2 separate regions of the Rattus norvegicus genome follow, and region 2 is linked to region 1. Evidence: chromatin contacts called from public Hi-C data. All regions are on one chromosome and are shown on one strand. Each heading gives the region's core, a stretch centred on a gene start, on an enhancer-like site or on the middle of the called end of the contact. The rest is flanking DNA. Distances are from core to core; before and after follow the strand shown. Region 1 has its middle 160 kb from the start of Ifng. Region 2 holds the start of Dyrk2 (dual specificity tyrosine phosphorylation regulated kinase 2).

What was found. Hi-C and Micro-C count contacts between places; a contact is called where the count stands out from the background.
Region 2: a Hi-C map of the A7r5 cell line shows a contact between it and region 1, with 3 times the contacts expected there. The contact joins the promoter of Dyrk2 here to the enhancer-like site in region 1. A contact is called at or near these places in 8 of 12 Hi-C or Micro-C datasets (the A7r5 cell line, the Rat2 cell line, Schwann cells and 5 more) and 1 of 1 datasets of contacts at active chromatin or transcription factors (oligodendrocytes).

Annotation. Positions count from the first base shown.
Region 1 is chr7:55,949,956-55,955,563 of GRCr8, reverse strand. No RefSeq gene overlaps it. Among named protein-coding and RNA genes, the nearest start is that of Ifng, 160 kb to the right of the region's middle. Within about 2 kb of position 3,148, at least 1 of the 93 cell types and tissues checked has an H3K27ac peak or open chromatin away from gene starts, as enhancers often do. A contact at or near this core is called in the A7r5 cell line, where this site is marked.
Region 2 is chr7:56,245,831-56,251,438 of GRCr8, reverse strand. Dyrk2 (dual specificity tyrosine phosphorylation regulated kinase 2) reads left to right here and starts at 2,779. Exons shown (of 3, transcript NM_001108100.2): 1 at 2,779-3,229; 2 at 3,651-3,799. The coding sequence starts at 3,181.

The sequences.
Region 1 (5,608 bases), core at 1,899-4,398:
TTAGAGCTGTCTGAAAATGCAGAAACGCGGTCAATGACTTGCCCTCCCAGCATAATGGTTAAAAAAAAAAATCCACCTAACCAATCAAAGAAGCAAAGAATACAAAGGAACATGGCAATTAATCCACTATTTAAAACAAAATAGCAAGCTCCCTAGAAAATGCTGGGGGGGGGGGGCCCTGACAGCTTAGAGCCTGGAGAGGAACCCATCTTAGAGAAAAACCACCAGAGTCTGGGGGAAAACACAAACAGAAACAATCCTGACAAGCAGGATTCTACTTAAAAGCCAAAGCAGACATTGGAAGACACAGACAAGAGAGCTCCAGTCCCTGACAGGAGTAGGTTTGCCCACATTTTGTAGTCCAGCACATTCACCCAGACATGGAGTACACCACGGACGGGCTGAGCCCCTTTCAGACTCAAGCTCTGCTGGACAGTCACCCAAAACACACAAGCTACTTGCTCCTGGGAGGTAGATTCCATAGGCATTGTGACATGGTGGTTGGGATTCTTAGGTCCAAGTAAGAGAAGGTTAAGAGAAGCCCTCCCTGCCTGAGTCAACGTCACACACAGCTCCCTTGTTGACTTTCTTTCCTGTGTCTGAATTCCCAACCTACACCTCTACATCCTCACTGGGGAGTTATTGTGAATGAAAACATACTTTGATGAATGAGATTATTCATGGAAGTACTTTTTTTCGGCATCGAAGTTAACAGTAGCAATAAGATTTGTTAAAAAAGCGCTCTCTAAATCTGCTGTAGAAGACCTTCAGACAGGATAGACTAGGGTGCTCGTTGGTTGACCGATGATGTAGACTTTTGATGATGCAAACAAACCTGAATGCTCCCGGGAGAAATGGGTGGAGAGTGTGTTGATGTTTGCTCCGAAATTTCAACTAGTCCCTGTGTTTTTAAAATTATTATTTCTGATAAAGAGAGAGGGGTTTTAGGCTTTTCCTTCTCTCCTGTCCCACCTCTATCCCACTGGCCCGTTTACTCTTTCCAACTAGCCCCATTTCCCTGTCAAACATGCTTGTGGTTTGCAATTCTCTGATGACTAAGTATGCTAGGATTTTTCCATGTGTTTATTGGCTACCTGTAATTCACCCTTTGGGAGACGTCTGTTTAATTTGCCCGTTTAGTCTTTGAGTTTGCTTGGTCGTTTTTTAGTCCTGAAACACACTAGAGAGAGGCATCCCCAGTCGGATATGTAGCTGATTCTCCTAGTCTACAACACTCAGCTTCCAAGTCTGAGTGACCCTGATTTAGTATAATATTGTCCAGTTCCATTCATTTTCCTTCTATGTTCCTAATTCCAGTTTTTTTTTTTACAGGTGAATAAAATCCCATCGCACACGGGTTACGTGTTCATTATCATACATCTCCTGATGGGCATCCAAACTGATTCCATTTTCTTGTTACTGTCAAGGAACAGCAATTAACATGGATGTACTATGGTACGGTATAGAATCCTTTGGGCATAGGCAGGCCAGAGTGGCTGGATCAGATTTTTACCCTTTTGATATCCCTACATACTCGTTTCTATAGTATCTGCACCAGTTTAAACTCCCACTCCACCAGCATAAAAAAGTTCACAACAAGTGACATAGATGAGACAAAAAGAGTCGACTATGGTTTTGATCGTATTATGCAGAAGTATGGTTTCTTTTCAACTGAAAATTGTGGTCAGAGAACTTGTTTTTGGAGCAAATAGAAGCCCAGAATAAGTAGTTAGATGACAAAGGAACACTCGATTGCTTTTGGTAAGATAAAGTTTCCAAGTCTGAGGGAATTACATCACACAATACACAAGAACAGTCAGAACTGCTCCTGTGGCAACTCAGAAGCTGGCCCGTAGGAAGGGCTTCACCTGAGGCTTGTACCGTCTCTGTCATTCAGCGGTTCAGGCTTGGTGATTGGCACTTGCACATGGGGGCTCAGCTGAGGGAACATCTTTAGGAAGTTTGCCCTGGCTCTGGGCAGGGAATACAATGTTTACCCTGAGCACATTTACCTCACTGCCCTCAGGACTCTGATCAGTAGATCCTTCCTGTCATCCATTGCGTGTGCTTCATTTCTTCCCTGTTGCATCCCCAACACAGTGGACCACAGCAAGTCCTCAGCAAGTTCTCCTCCAATCAGTAAGTCGACTGCATTGTCAGACCATCTGATCTTTCTTGTTGAAATTCTTTCCTCTCTGGACTCCAAAGTTAAAGAGTCCGAGCGTGAAGTCATCATTGTCACTAAGCGGTAGACTATTGAGAACCTGGGGAGGTTAAAAAATGTTTCATCTCATCCAAAGGTGCAGTGTGTAATATCTAAAACACCCCCACGCCACTCAAACACCAAAACAGTCACCATAGGCTTCTAATAACACAGCATTTTTACTTTGTCAGGGCATAGGCTAACGGTAATTTTTAGTACTCCTAACAGACCTTTAAAAAACAACCATCCTCTCCTATTTTGTATTTGAGAAGCTCCGAGAGGTAAAGTGTCTTATCCCCACAGATTGTGGTTGTGGGAGGTGTCAATGATCCCCAGACCTCTTCTGCCTTCTGTCTGTGCTCTTTTCATTGCTTTCTCCAGCCTAACCAACCGAGGGCCACACTGGATGACTTAAACAGAAAAAACTATCTGCTCTTGAACATTTGGAAGCTGGCAGTCCAAAACCAAGGTCGATCAACAACAGTGTGTTATTGTTCAGACTTTGAGTATAATCTGTCCTTACTTCTCTGCCTCTGCCGGTGGCCCTCAGAGATGAACGGCAGTCCACTGCAGCTTCTGCTTCTGACCACCCCTGACCCTTTTCCTGTGGGCCTGTCTTTATTTCCTGTGAGGACTCTGGTCATTTTAAATCGTGGTTTGCCCTAATGGCCTCACCTCAACCATATACATCTATAAGGACCATACTTTCATATAAGATCTCATTTGAAGGTGCTGAAGGAAAGGAATCAGCATGTTTTTAATGGACACGGTTCATCCAGAACATTCCCGTCCACTCACCCACACATGGTTCAGCTGTTTGTCTGTGGAAATAAATTCATACCATTTTATGAACCTTGAGACCACAGAGAACAAACAGTTCTGAAAAGGCACCACAGACTAGAACAATGAACCAGAGGAAGCCTGCAAGCCACATCATGTTTTATTGTCCATCACCACGTGTCAGTTAATAAAATATATTCCCTAAATCATTGCTGTGTTTATAGAGATGCTGTTGCCATGGTGAAGTTTAACAGAGGGAACACTGACTTTTAGGCACTCTACTGGGGAGACTCATGTGTGTAGCTTCTGAATTTCTAAAGATACAGTCTCACAGAAAACATCCTGTTCTTCTGGCTATTATATCACACCCCCCACCTCCTCTCACCCACCTTCCCTACCCCCCACCCCCACCCCAACTCCCCCAGCTTTCCACAATGACACTGAGTATTGGGTGCAGTAGTCTCCCTACAGATGTATCAGATGTCACTAGACTCTTCCTTGATCAGTTGTGGTTTTCTGTTACCGTCTCCATTCGTTGCAAAGACTCCTTGGTGAGGGGTGGGAACTACACTCCCCTGTAGGCGTAAGGGCAAATGCTTACAGTACACTTAGGACCTGTGCTGGTTTCATGAAGGGTCAGTTTCTGGCTCTCCTCCGAGATCCATGACTTCTCTAGCCCTGGGTAGATGACCTGAGCATGAATGTCACCTGTAGACACATTCACAAGGAAGGAGAACGCTCAAGAGGCCACAATGCTACACAGAGTTGCTGCAGGCAACTAAGGCATGCTGACAGCAAGAGGAATAGTCTTCCCGGGGAAGAACACATCAGTCGCTTATCCAACATCGAGTATCAGCCCTGAAAGTCTACGATGTTCATTGTTCTAGTCTAAGTAACATTGTACAGACTGAGCAGAATATAATGTGTATACTATATATTATACATTTATTATATATAATATATATTTAAAGAAATAGAGGCCATGAGTTTGAAAGAAAGCAATATGTAGAAGAGTTTGGAGGAAATAAAGGAAGGAAGAGAATGAAATAATTATATTATAATCTCAAAAATTTTTAAAAAATAAATGTTGATTTTTTTTTCTCCTCCTTGGGATTTTACTTCATGTTATAGCTAATCTTTATCGTTAGCCTGATGGGATGTAGAATCACCATGGGAACACAGCTTTGAGTGTGTCTGTGAGGGTGTTTCCAGAAAGGCTTAAATGGAGGGACACACACACAGCCTGAGTGTGGGCAGTGCCATTGGAGGATGGATTCCCAGGCTGAAGACAAGGGAGGAAGTGAGCAGAGGACTAACACTAACCTCGCTTTGCTTCCTGACAGCGGAAACAATGTGACTCACTGCTTCCTGTTTCTGTGTGAGTGACTTCCTGTCATGATGCCCGGATCCCTTAATCTGTGAGTGAAATAAACTCTTTCCCCTTACATAGCTTCTGTTTTGTCTCAGCGGTGAGAAAATTAGCTAACAGTCCTCACTGAAATAGGCTGAGGCGACAAATATTGAAGATGAACTCAGTGAATTGGGTTTCATGTAGTTGCTTAACAACTTTTGACCAAAGGGTAATGCAGCCTATATGGCAGGTAAACAAAACAAAACAAGCAAACAAACAAACAAAAGAAAGCAGAGAAAACTATCTACATGCACTTGGCGCTTCCGCTTTCAGAGGCTACTAAGGAGTGTGCGATGCCTTCCCACCAATGGGAGGAACGGTGCGGCAGCCTCTTGGATAAACACTGAGGGCCATGCAGCCGAAAAGACATCTCCTGCAGGACAACTTAACTGAAGACGTCCTGAGAGACCAAAGATTGCAGACACAGACAATACCAGCCAATCCGGAACTGCTGTTTAGAAGAGATGCTCTCATTGGACCAATGGAGCTTGCAGAAGTGCTTCAACGAGCTTGCTGCTGCGTTTCTCACCTGCTCCGGGAGCCTGTAACACTGACTCAAAGCCACCTAACCTCCAACCCCCAAGAACAGGTAGCGTTGGGGGCGAGTAGTCCGGGGCAACAAGGTAGGAGCTGAGTGGCATGTTGAGTGAGTCCTTTCCTCTCCCATCCACTGGTTGGAAGAGAGGCCGTCAGGGTTCTGGAGGCAGTAGATGGAACGAGCCTATGATCATGAATCAGTATGTAGAGGGAAATGGCTTCCCAACTCGGGTATTTCCTAGGCCTCAGGGTTAGGTGGGACTCACAGGGTAACACCCGTGGGGTAGAGCAGTTGGCAGTGTCATCACCAACACAGAAACCCTATTTTAGCCAAGCATTACTAGAAAGTTTTAAAAGTTCTAATAGCTTAGAGATCATGTGTAGGCAGTGAGAATACAGGCAACACGTGCTGGAAAAACAATGGAAACTGTTCCACGGAGGGGACATGCTTAGCAAAATAGCCTGTCTCAACTTCAACATACCATGTGTCTCCTGCATATGTGGCATTAAGGAGAAGGAGTTGGGAACAGCGTTCACTAAGCGTGGCTTTTCCTGCCACTTTTAGCAAGATATTAAATGAGCAACAATGACTTCATGCAAAAATTGGCTTGACTTGCAATCCGACTTGGAAAGAAAGGAAACCGCTAAATGGAGCATCTAAGAAGTGAAAGACTGAA
Region 2 (5,608 bases), core at 1,530-4,029, 300 kb before region 1:
AGGGCCTTGCGCTTGCTAGGGAAGCGCTCTACCACTGAGCTAAATCCTCAACCCCAACTGATGTGTTTGTTAAAGGTGACTTTTCTGGTCCTGCTCTGTTCTAGGAGCTCCTTGAAAGCTTAGATCACGTTTTAGATTTACGTGGTTTCTAATATCTCATAGAGTGTAGTTCAATGAGAATTGGAATGTGCGTGTGTATGTGTGTGTATGTGTCTCTCAGTGTGTGAGTGTGTGTGTGTGTGAGTGTGTGTGTGTGAGTGTGTGTGTGTGTATGTGTGTGTATGTGTCTCTCAGTGTGTGAGTGTGTGTGTGAGTGTGTGTGTGTGAGTGTGTGTGAGTGTGTGTGTGTATGTGTGTGTATGTGTCTCTCAGTGTGTGAGTGTGTGTGTGTGTGAGTGTGTGTGTGTGAGTGAGTGTGTGTGTGTGAGTGTGTGTGAGTGTGTGCGAGTGAGTGTGTGTGAGTGTGTGTGAGTGTGTGTGAGTGTGTGTGTGAGTGTGAGTGTGTGTGTGTGTGTGTGTGTAGGGAGACAGAGAGTTGTGATCTTCCACCTTCCAAACCATGTTGGGGGTTGCTGGAGGCTCCAGGAGGGGGAGAGAGAGAGAGAGAGAGAGAGAGAGAGAGAGAGAGAGAGAGAGAGAGAGAGTGTGTGGTGGGCATGGAGAGTTGGGGTGGGTATGATCAAAATACACTGTTATGAAACTGTCAAAGAGTAAAAGGTATTTTATTTAAAGTTCATTAAATGAGACATATATCTTTTTCCTTAATTAAAGCAAATCATTTTCCTTGTAAAAAGAAAGTGTTCCTTTTCTCTCATGTTTAATCTATTAATATCATTAATTTGGAAGTAGAGCTAAAACATACCTGTACTATTAGTATCCTTATTTATGATTTTTCTTATTCATTTAATTTTGAAGCAATGGTGTTTGAAATACTGTACAGATAACTTGATGCCAAAATTGATATTTAAGAACAATATTTTTTGAAACATTAGTCATATGCTGAGTACTCAAAGTAAGATGGGAAGGAAATAATTGTTTAGAAGAGTAAGGGGGGGACACTTCCCGAGTTTTCTTGACAGTGCACAGGCTATAAGCAGAGCAACAGTGAGACTAAGCTGGGAATCTCAGATACATTGTAGCCTTGTAGCCGCTCCTTACTACCCGCTTTCTGTTAGTTAAGTCTGAATGCTACTCAAGCCTTCCTGTGTGGGTTTGAAGGTGATCATCACACGGAGGAATTTCTTGCTAGGGGCAATTTAGGTTATGATATGAGCCGATTATTAATACACTACTGCGTCCCTACTTTCTTGCAAAAGGAAGAAAATTAGGCTGTCTCTGTCTCTCTGTGTCTCTGCCTGTGTTTGTCTCTCTCCTTTCTGTCTCTGTCATTCTCTTCGAAGGTGGAGTGTGCCCTCCTCTTATTACTCTGTAGGCGCCCTAGAGGGTCACACTGTAATGTGGGCCCGTCCTTTTGGCATTTGGTTAAAGCTGAGGTGATCTTTGCAAGAGGTTGCTATGACAATTTGCCAACAGCATAGCCTGTACAACTCTGCAGGAGGTAGCTCCCTCTAGACTGAAGTCTGCTCTAGTTGGGGCCAGCACTCTGGGACTTGGAGAAGACACAAGGAGCAGGGCAATAAGGGATGGACACAGGACTCCAGGAGCAGTTCAGAAACTAGGCACCTCCCAGGAAGGAAGTGCATGCCTGGACGCGGTCCAACTTTCTTCCCTATCTGCTGGGGATTTTTCGAGCTTTCGCTCCACACCTGACTGTTCAAGTGGACAAAGGTGCCCAAGTGTGCCACGCACGACAAAGCATAGGTGTGCGACAGAGAAACAAATGCTGTTCTTTCTGGGAAGCAGAGGCTGTAGCCCACGAATGAATAGGGCAGGGAAATTCTCCACGTGTCTGGGAAGGGAAAGAAAAAAAGAATCTTTTCCTCCGAGGATGTGGGGAATCAGAGGTGTCGCCCCAGTGCAGCAGAGAGCTGAAAGGAAGGTGTGTCTGTCTCAGTGGCCGCGCTGGGGAAAGGCTTCGAGTTGTAAGGAAATGGGAGGCGTCTCTGATGTTTATTTTTGCCTAGCAACCCACAGCCAACTGCTACCTCAGCTGCGGTCCACAGGCGCCTGTCTGCCTCCCCTTGTCCTAGAGACTGGAGGGCAGCGGTCACTCGGTGTCAGTGAATCAGGGAGGGCGTGCGTGGCCGAGATGGAAGTGGAAGGGCAGCCCCTTCCTTCGTCCATGCTTGGGTCACCAAGCTCAGCCGCAGTCCCTCCTCGGGGCCTGACTTTCCGAGGTGACCCTCATACAACTAAGTTCTCTCCATGATAAAACTGGGGAGAGGGGTTGGCTGGGCCACTGGGACAGGGACAGGGGCCGGGGCTGGGGGGCCGCAGTATTGTCTGGGAGCAGCCATTAGGGGCGGTGTTTAGGGGCGTGATGGGAGAGGGAGGGGTCTCTGCAGCAATTTCGGGAGGAGGCCGGCCGCGGTAGGTTGCGCGGTAGGGCAGGGAGGGGCGTCGCAGGGGCGAGGGGGACACGGGGAGAGGGCAGATGGCCGCAGGGGAGGCGCAGGGCGAGCCCGAGCCGCAGTTTTCCTGGGAGCGGAGGACGGCTCTGCGGAAGATCGGAGAGGGTGGGACTCCCGGGGTGGCGGGTGGGGGTGGGGTGGCCGCCAGCCTGTGTGGCTGGGGCCGGGGGAGTCCGGGGCGGGGCCTCAGCGGGGGCGGGGCTGGCCTTCTCGGGCGCGAGCCGCGGGGGCGAGCGTGTGTGCGAGTGTGCGCGAACGCGCGCAGGCCCGGGAGGAGGCTCCCGAGCGAGTGGGTCCCGGCGGCCGCAGCCCGCTCCCCGCGGCCCCGATGTGAGGGAGTCGGGGAGGCCAGCGGTGCGGCAGGGGAGGGCGAGGCATGTGCACGGGCCGGGGGGTACAGCAGCCGCCCGAGGACGAGGGGGACGGCGGAGGCGAGGAGGAGAGCGGGGGGCTCGCGGCGGCGGGTCCGGGCCGAGGGGATGCAGTGGACTGCGTGTGTCTGGCTGTAGCGGGAGAGAGGAAGCGACGAGGCGCGGGGGACCCGCGTGAGGGGCGACCAGGAGGCGGCGGCGGCGGCGGCGGCGGCGAGGAGTAGCGGCGGGACCGGCGGCGAGGGCAGCACTGCCATGCACGTTCCTCTCCCGCGGCCATGTTAACCAGGAAACCTTCGGCCGCCGCTCCCGCCGCCTACCCGACCGGTAAGGGCCCCGGGACCCTGTCGGCGGCACGGGGCGCGGGCTGCGCGTGTTGGTGCCCCGGGATCCCTGAACCCGGCGGGTTGAGCGAGGGGCATCCGGAGCGCGACCCCGCCGCAGCGCCCTCTCGGTGGCCCGCCCTCCCCTCCCCCGGCCCGGCGACGTGGGCTCCGGAGCTCTGGCCCAGCGCTGCTCCCCTCCGGGTCGCGAACTTAACTTTGCAGCTGGCGGGTGCGCGCCGGGGAGCCGCGTCCCGACCCCCCTCCTTTCCCGCACGCCGCCGGCTTTTCCCGGGCCGGGTGTCTCCTTCCATCTTCTCCCTGGAAGAGGGGGTTCTCTGCCCACCGGGGCGGGGGCGGGGGTCTGGGTAGCTCTCTTTCCCCACCCTGACCCTCTTTTGTCTCCTCCCGCGCGTGGCTCCCAGGCCGAGGAGGGGACACCGCCGTTCGCCAGCTTCAGGCTTCCCCGGGGATCGGCGCGGGGGCTCCCCGAAGCGGAGTGGGGACCGGCCCACCCTCCCCCATCGCCCTGCCGCCTCTCCGGGCCAGCAACGCTACCACTACATCCCACACGGTGAGACCTGGCTTTGGGAGGGCGCCGGGCAGACCCCTGGCTTGTTGGGTTCTTGCTGTGGGAAGAGAGGGCCGAATCTCCACGCCCCTGGCAGGGGCCTGTCCTCGACGCCGCCCTCTGTAACTTGGGCGAGCCCCGAGCTGCTGCCACAAAAGAGATTCGTGGCGTGGGCCCCTCGCTTCCCTCTGAAGCTCGCCCACACCAGAGCTCCTTTTCCTGGGAACTTCCTCCTTGCGCCCCCTCCCCCCTTTTTTCATCTGTGCTTCCTAGAGCTCCCTTCCCCGGCCGGTAAACATCTATTCCCAACCCCAGGGGTAGTGGATATTTATAGAAACGTATGTGTTAGGGGACAGCTAGGCTACCCTGCCCGGAAAATCGATCCCCCAAAGAGCCTCAGAGGCCTGGCTGCAGCCAGCAGGGAGCACCCGCCAATTGTCCCCCGCGTGTGTAAGCATGTTTTATGAGAGCTACAGGTTTGAGCACAGCAGAAATTGTAATTAACATTAACAAAAATAAGAGCTACAGCAGTAGTCAAAACAAAACAACCACCACTGTAGGATTCTCAGCGTGGATATTGACTCAAAAGGAAAGGGCCGGCTTTGCTTTGTAGGTGGCAAGGGAAGGGCACCTGACAAGGGCTGTGCAGTCCCTTGAGGCCCTGGGGAGTGCGGAGCCTGGGACTGGTGGCTGCAGAGACTGGGGAGCTGGGCTGACTTCAGCTTGTACCTTTCCTCAGCCCCTAGCGATGGCCTTTGGATGGTGACCATGAGCCTAAAGGAGGTGTGCGCTTGCAGGTGATGGTTTTAAAGATCTCTTTCCCAAAGGCTCTCTGGGAATGTGAGCAACCTAGGATGGTTTCTGTGTGAGGTTGCCTGCAGGATGTAGGATTTTGTGGCTAAGTGAAAGTTGCTTGAAAGTACCCACCCATGGTTTGTGGCCTGCAGGGAGCATCTCTGGGGGGAAGAAGGGGAGTCATTTGTGACTGAAACTTGTTTATCACGGGAGATGAGACCGACGTTAGCTGTGCTGGAGGCGTACAAGAGAGGTAGACAATTTCATAGACATGTTTTGTTATTCTCTGTTTTTCTCGGTGAGTCTATGCTAGGAGCTGGGGATTCATTACACAGGGATGAACTCATCTGGGTCGTACTATCTCGCTGGGAAAGAGAGCCTGCAGGTAGTGGGGATGTGACTGCCACAAGGGCATCCTAGAAAGGAGTCATCGTTGGTTTTGGAGGTTTGGCTTTTCTGTGGTTTTGGCTGGTTTAGAATCATCTGACAGTTTGGAAAACCCAGCGTCCATTTCCCCCCCATGTGTTGGTGTGATCGTGTTACATGTTGTGAACTGGACAAGGAATAACTCAATTTGCATTCGATTTCCAAGTTTTGTTAAGGATGGCCTTTGCCTGATCAGAACTTCTTTGCAACTGAAATATGTCATGAAATTGGGAGAGGGGAAAACTGCCACAAGTGGAAAGCCTGTGTGGCACCGGAAAGGAAAAGGCATGAAGGTGATTTCGGCATAGATGCCTGTGCTGTGCTGTGGCCTGTGTGTGACATGGCTGTTATACACCGAAGGGTAAATTTCAGTTGCTCCGCATCCTTGGACGCTCCGTTTTGAAAGTGAAGCTTTATGTTTCAAGTGTTTTGATGTGGTTCGTAGGACTCTACAGGTTTCCCGGCTCAGGGGCGTTGAGGAACACAGAGTTTATCCGGCTCCTGTGCATGTTTGCATGGGAATGAAGACTCCACAAGTTAACTGAGCTGTCAGGAGTCCGTGGACAGCTCGAATGTGTATCGTCAGTCACA